Linked DNA regions of Mus musculus: region 1 is linked to region 2. Evidence: chromatin contacts called from public Hi-C data. All regions are on one chromosome and are shown on one strand. The core of a region is the stretch at or near the end of the contact, and the rest is flanking DNA. Distances in the headings are between cores, read along the strand shown.

Evidence for each region. A called contact is a pair of places that touch in the nucleus more often than the background predicts.
Region 1: a Hi-C map of cerebral cortex shows a contact between it and region 2, with 8 times the contacts expected there. The contact joins two enhancer-like sites. A contact is called at or near these places in 1 of 15 datasets of contacts at CTCF or cohesin (pro-B cells), 114 of 484 Hi-C or Micro-C datasets (the 4T1 cell line, the 63-12 cell line, the AML12 cell line and 67 more), 15 of 115 datasets of contacts at active chromatin or transcription factors (CD8 T cells, acute myeloid leukemia, bone marrow-derived dendritic cells and 9 more) and 4 of 9 other capture datasets (adipose tissue, embryonic stem cells, liver and 1 more).

Annotation. Positions count from the first base shown.
Region 1 is chr7:66,408,199-66,411,663 of GRCm38.p6, forward strand. Aldh1a3 (aldehyde dehydrogenase family 1, subfamily A3) reads right to left here. Exons shown (of 13, transcript NM_053080.3): 6 at 3,304-3,432; 7 at 968-1,081. Among named protein-coding and RNA genes, the nearest start is that of Aldh1a3, 18 kb to the right of the region's middle. Within about 2 kb of position 1,358, at least 7 of the 459 cell types and tissues checked have an H3K27ac peak or open chromatin away from gene starts, as enhancers often do. A contact at or near this core is called in cerebral cortex, where this site is marked.
Region 2 is chr7:66,309,806-66,313,364 of GRCm38.p6, forward strand. The region is part of intron 6 of Lrrk1 (leucine-rich repeat kinase 1); the gene reads right to left. Among named protein-coding and RNA genes, the nearest start is that of Gm45989, 30 kb to the left of the region's middle. Within about 2 kb of position 1,301, at least 113 of the 459 cell types and tissues checked have an H3K27ac peak or open chromatin away from gene starts, as enhancers often do. A contact at or near this core is called in cerebral cortex, where this site is marked.

The DNA.
Region 1 (3,465 bases), core at 108-2,607, 98 kb after region 2:
CCTTTAAAGACCGAGCCCACCTTGGGAGGAGGAGTGAGAATCGGTAGCTGAGGGAATGCCACAGGACCACCCTCCCACATACCCTGACAGGGTCTCTCTGGGACCTGAGCACTCAGTTGGATGCAGGGCTGGCCTAGTGTGCCTCCTGACTCATCCTGTCAACAAGTTTAACAAGGCACCAGAGCCTCAGAACTGGGAAAGACCTGGGAGACCAAGTCAGACCCTGAGACTTTAAGCTGGAGAACTGTGTCCACATTGCCTGGACCTGTTTAATACCATGCAAGGGAATGATGGTTGTAGGCCAGAGTCTAATTTTTTTTTTTAAAGATTTATTTTATTATTATATGTTAGTACACTGTAGCTGTCTTCAGACACACCAGAAGAGGGAGTCAGATCCTGTCACGGATGGTTGTGAGCCACCATGTGGTTGCTGGGATTTGAACTCTGGACCTTTGGAAGAGCAGTCGGGTGCTCTTACCCACTGAGCCATCTCACCAGCCCCAGAGTCTAATTCTTATTGGACTCTCTAAGGATGCTCACTCTGGTTGCCAAAAGGATTGGCAGGACTGGGGTAGGTAGCATTTTGCTTGTCTTCTTCTTTTTTTTTTAATTGATTTGTTGGTACTCTTCACATATGAAGGATATATAAACATTTGGAGAGCTACATGCTGTACAACTGGTTTTCTCCCAGCTTATTTATCATCGCTTGGTTTTAATGATGTTGTTTATTATATGGATGCTTTACATTTTTATTTTATCTTATCTCTCAGCTATTTTTTTTTCGTAAGGCTTCCAAACTCTATTAGCTATTTATTTAGTTTGGGAACTGGAAAATTTTTCTAATAGTTTACGAATAGGTTTAGAAAAAGAGAAGCAAATAGTATTTGAGCTTCTCAAGGAAACGTCGGTGGGTCTCAAATAATGGAGCAGTTGTTGTCTCTGGCAGCAGCTCACAGAGAGGGCGTACCTCTGTGGAGCCGGTGAAGGCTATCTTGTTGATCTGCGGATGGGAGGAAATTGCTGCTCCCACAGTGGGCCCAAAGCCTGGTACAATGTTCACCACACCCGGAGGGAACCCGACCTGGGAGGGACAAAAACGGCATCAAAGGATCAGACAGACAGCACCTACTACAAACCTATCTGCAGGAGTGGCCAAGAGTTGTAGCCCTATAAAGACCCCAAGCAAAGCAGCACCCTCAGAGGGCAACTGGGTGACACACTGGCCAGGATGCACCCACATCAGCTGCAGCAGTCCCGCCCCACTGCTGTTCTTCTAATCCTCTGTGCTGGCTGCGGGTGAAGGCATGTGAGAGAATTCATCACACCCAGGAAGAGTCTATCATCCTAGCAGGTCCTGAAGCAAAGGCTCAGGGATACCACTAGGTGGCAGTGGCTGTCCTGGATAAGACTGCCAGTGTGTGTGTGTGTGTGTGTGTGTGTGTGTGTGTGTGTGTGTGGTGGGGGTGATGTGTTGGGGAGAATGTGTGTGTGTGTGTGTGCGCACGCGCGCTTGTATGTCTGCATGTGTATACATGTACATGCCTATGTGAGCATGTGTCTATGTATATGTCTGTGGGGCTGTAAGAGAATGGGTATGTGAAAGCATTTTTGTTTGTGAGTATGTTTATATGAGTGTGTGAAAGATCATATGTGAGTCTGTGTGTGCGTGTGAGTGTCAACATATGAATATGAGACGTGTGTGTGTGTGTGTGTGTGTGTGTGTGTGTGTGTGTTGAAGGAAGAAGAGTTATCTTGATCACCCCCTCTTCAGACACACACCTATGCCCTTGCTAAGCCAATATCAGATCTACTCTGCCCAGGTAAAATGGGAAATCTTTCTGTTGTGGGTTTGACTTAATGCTTGTATTATGGGTTCCCAAACTGCACAAGAATCCTGAGTGTGAGACACTGAGGGTCCCGGTCCACAGCTGGTTCTAATTAATAAATAAATAAATGGCAGGGCAGGGGGACAGAGGTGGGACTTTAGATTTCCCAGGCAAGGAAAGCAAGGGAAGAGAGAAGATTTAGAACCCTCATGCCGGGAAGCAGAAAGATCAGGCCTGTGAAGTGCAAGACAGGGAGACTGCTGACAAGTAAGAGTCGGGAATCATGGCCCTGGTAGGGCTGTAGGCCTGGGTCCAGGGCGACTAGGATGGAATATAGGTTTTAGTAAGAAATAATTCAGGAATATCAAATGGGAGGGTGTGTTAGTCATGGGGAGGTTTGGAAATGCCCAGCCATTTAAGGCATATTAAATATAAGGCTCTGTGTGTGTGTGTGTGTGTGTATTGCGCACATGAGAGAGTCTAGAAAATTAGGGCTGGTAGCTGCCAGAGAGAGTAGAGTGAATTTCTCCACTACAGCTACACCCTTCTCCTTGCTGGCCCCACTGGGCTCATCCAGGATTGGCACTTGCGGAGGCAAGGGACTGCTGATATTCCCATACTCACACTCAGGCTATGCACACACAAGGAGACCTCCTTGTTAACAAGACCAACCTAATGAGTTATGCCGTTCCCAGCACAGGGTCTTGTCTGAGACTTTATTTTTAAAATGTCAGTTGAGGATACAGTGTTTGACTCTTAAGTTTCCTAGGCATTATCCTGTAGCTGTGATTTTAGAGCCTAGAGTCTCTTTTGCATGAAAGCATGTGTGGTCATCGAGAGGAAGGTGTGTCCTGGCTGGTTACAGCAGCCCCAGCCTCCCTCAACCGGTACACCACCCCGCTGCCTCAGTCCAGCTGGGAGTGAAACGGTCGCCTTTCTTCCAGCTCATCTTTCTTCCTGTTCTTTCAATCTTCACTACATGTGTGCCGATGATGGAACGGCTGAAATATGTTGCCAGGTGTGTCTGGCAGGTGTCCCTCTAGGCCACTGCTTCCCTGAGTTGTGGCTCCCTTAGGGTGGGGAAGACAGTGGAAAGGCTCCTGGGGACCTACACACAGCTGCAACTAACTACCTAGCTAGCTAGCAAGGCCACCCTGCCCACCTCCCATGGCCACTAAGCCCAGGGTTTGGAGATCTCGGTTTTTGGCCCCCCTCTTGCAATGCTTTAGATAAAACACAGAGAGCTAACTACTGGTTTATGCCTTAATGAGAGAGGCAGGTTCTTATGAGGTCCGTGGTGAGGAATAGCAGCTTCCAGATCAACTCGCATGTGCACAGTCACTAAGCTAACCAGTCATGCCCTTCCTTCTGCATAGTGAGCTGGTGGCCGGCTGCTGTCACTGCTTTCGATAATGCCTAGCTCCTGGGTGTGTGGATCTATCCAGAATACATGCGGTTTCCTCGTCAGACTCCTTACCTCTTTGATGAGAGAGGCTAGGTACAGAGCCGTGAGAGGGGTCTGCTCAGCTGGCTTCAGGACCACGGTGTTCCCACAGCACAGGGCAGGAGCCAGTTTCCAGGCCAGCATCAGCAGGGGGAAGTTCCACTGTGCCAGAGAACAAGAAAGGGGCCTTGAGGC
Region 2 (3,559 bases), core at 51-2,550:
GAGGAAGTCAGAAATCCCAGTGATCTGCTATTGCCAGGCAGCAAATGGGTCCTGGTTTAATACATAAGACTAAGGTTTTCTTCAGGGATATCAAAGAATCTGAGACTCAACTGGGTTTCTGGGGAGAAGAAATCTGTTTCTTTTGGCTTGTATATCCAAAGAAAATTCATAACAGAAAATTACAGGGCCAGAATATAGACAAAAATGAATGTTTCACAAATGGGAACGTGTAAGAACCACAGGAACTGTGAGAAAGCTACCAGCAATCTTGGTTAAGCTGGCCTTGGCAATTGGCAGCGGCTGTGATCATATCTGGCCACAAGGTGGTGCTGTGCTCCCTTAGCCAAATCCTGTGCCTTACCGCCCTTCCAACAGAAAGTTCTCCTCCAGTCTTTATCTCCCTCTTCATTTGTGTAGATGAAGAAGGATGAACAACTAAGATCCAGAGAGAGGAGTCCTAGCCTCTGGCAATTGTGTTAGATAAGTCACTCAATTTCCCTGGCGGCTTTTTTCCTTTCTAATGACTGACGTTTCCCACTTACTCTAAACACTTAAGTCCAGAAAAATCTAAAGTTTGCCAAGAGTTGAACTAGGACCTAATGGACCCCACAGACCTAGAGTTACCTGCTGTCAAAGCAGCATCACCAGGGATGTCTCCCAGCACCTTTCTACACACAAAAACACACCCTCTTGGGGCTGGCTGGGGAGATGGCTCTCTGGTTAAGCACTTGCTGAGTGTGACCCCTAGTCCTTCCTGCTGTTGGGTGGCTCACAGTTGCCTGTAACTCTAGCGTTGAGGGAATCCTATGCTTCTGGCTCCGAGGGCACCTGTGTTCATCATATGCACTCCTCCACACACACACTAAAACATTCGAAAATAAAACCAAAATTCTTCACTCTTTACTGAACCATTTCCGAATGTTGTATCATGACATGCGTCCTAGTAAGGGTTTCTATTGCTGTGACGAAACACCAGGGCCGAAGCAACTTGGGAGAAAGGGTTTATTTGGCCTTCACTTTCACATCCCTGTTCATCTAAGGAAGTCGGGACAGGAACTCAAGCAGGGCAGGGGTTGGTAGCAGGGGCTGGTGCAGAGGCTTCCTTCACAGGGGTCATTCTGGTAGAAGGAAACCAGCCACACCAAGAGTGTGGTGTGTACCACTAACCTCACTAGACCCTAAGGACAGAGGAATGCAATCTGCACTGCCAGTTCTTAACGCTCTTTCTAGGGCTCACTGCCACACGTTTCTTTACAACTGAAATCTGATCAACTCAAGCCCAGAGAGAAGCGGTCAAAGTCTGAAGATAGGACGACAGACGAGCATGCGGCACGATGCATGCTGGGAAAGATGGGGCAGACTGTAGATGAACACGGAAGCTTTCCACCTGGTCTTGGCATACATTGGGAATTTGGACTGATGCGTTTTATTATTTTCGGTGCACGGGCACCCAGAGTACTTAAGTATTTACAGGGTGCCACCGAGAGTAGACAAAAAACATCAAATGACAACGATATCCACACACTTGACAGAAACAGGTTCAGCAAGCCTACAGCGCTCACTGCTTGTTTGTGTTAGTCTGGGCAAAATTACCACAAACCAAGCTCCGAGGGAGCACAGCCAGCCATTGCATAACCCTGTCCCAGAGGGCTGAACCGAAAGATCAAAGGCAGCTGGCACTGAGTGCTGAACAGCCCAGCCATCAGGTCTCACGAACTGAACAGGCCCAACACAGATGGAAAATGTCCTGGTGTTTGTCTCCAAGCCTTTCAGACGCCGGCCAAATGGGAGAAAGCACACAGGCAGCACCATCCGCCCCAGAGGCAGCAAGGGAAGGCTTAGAAAGCTGTTTTCCAAGGTGATGGTTGGAACTTACAGTGTTCAGGGGTTAAGTGGGAAGCTGGGGAGAGGCTCAGTGAGGAAATGGGGTTTGCCCTGCAAGTCTGGGGACCTGAGTTTGAGTCCCAGAACCCAAGTTAAGGTGGAAAAAGACAACGGCCAGGCCTCTCAGCAGGAAGTATTCCGGTCATATTGGGACACAAGCTCTCCTCTCCTTTTTACAGTTCTCATCCAGGAATCAAATGGCTCCTTCTACTGATCCCCCAAAGTTATCTTCAGATCTCCATACATACATCACACAAACATTCTATACACACTCCATCACATACACACCTTTGTACAGACAATAGACAGACACACATTAGTAACAATAAGATTAAAAGTTTTTTTTTATAAAGAACAAAAAAGGGTTGTGCATGTATGTTGGGCCATAGGCAAAGAGTCTTATAGAGAAAGCCCTTCTGATCTGGGGGTGGAGGCTGCAATACAGATGCATTATCTGCCTTGCATATTCTAGAAGCTACTGGCCACAAAGGTGTCACCTTCCCCCACCCCCAAATAATTTTCACTATATTTTATTTACTCTGTGTATTAATTTTCACTATATTTTATTTACTCTGTGTGTTAATTTTCACTATATTTTATTTACTCCGTGTGTGTTTGTGTATATCTGTATGAGCATGCCACACCACAGCACCCATGGAGGTCAGAGGACAATGTGAAGGGATTGGCTCTCTTCCTCTGCCATGTGGGTCCTGAGGATGGAACTCAAGTTTTCAGGCTCAGAGGCGATCTCCTTACACCTACTGAGCCATCTTCTAGCTGGCCTACACTTTTATTTTTATGTCACTGGCTAAAGAAGAAAAAAATTATTCAAAGGAGGGCTGGACTCTCCAGTGGTTTTAGCTTAGCTTTAAGACTCCACTGAGAAGCCGGGCGTGATGGCGCACACCTTTAATCCCAGCGCTTGGGAGGCAGAGGCAGGAGGATTTCTGAGTTCGAGGCCAGCCTGGTCCACAAAGTGAGTTCCAGGACAGTCAGGGCTAAACAGAGAAACCCTGTCTTAAAACAAACCAAAAAAAAAAAAAAAAAAAAAAAAAAAAAAAAAAACCAAAAGAACCAAAAACCAAAACCCAAAACCCAAAAAAGACTCCACTGAGAGCGCAGAAGAACAAGTCTAGAACAGTCACAGAAAAGGACTGGTAGCTAAGAGCCTGGCCTGGTAGGGTAGCAGGCCCTGGGTCAGGTGGTAAGCCTGGTGAAGTGGAGCCCTTGTTTCTTATCTGCTGACCCTTAGGGCAGAATTCATAGCTCTGCCTCCCCATCCCCAATCCACCGTTCCTGACAGGTCTGTCTACTGGACTCACAGCTGAGTCGGAACCATAACTCCTAGAGACTATAAACCCCTTGGCGGGACAGACCACTGTTCAGTGTGGTGGGACATAACACACCGAGAGGCAGTTTGTTCAGTCAGGACACATGTTAAAATGGAGGAAAACACAGAATACTCTGGAATTGTATGTTGGCCCTTGGACCACAGCAACCCCCAAGCTTTCTTAGCTCAGCAGAGGTTCTCAGATGATGGCTGAAGATGGCTTCTCTTCAATTTGGGGCTTCTGAATATTTATCTAAAGCTACCCATGCTTTGGTTATGGAAGCACTAGGAGATGACGACTGGTTATTGTCCTTGATTAGAATGCCACAGGACTTTGAGTCCAGC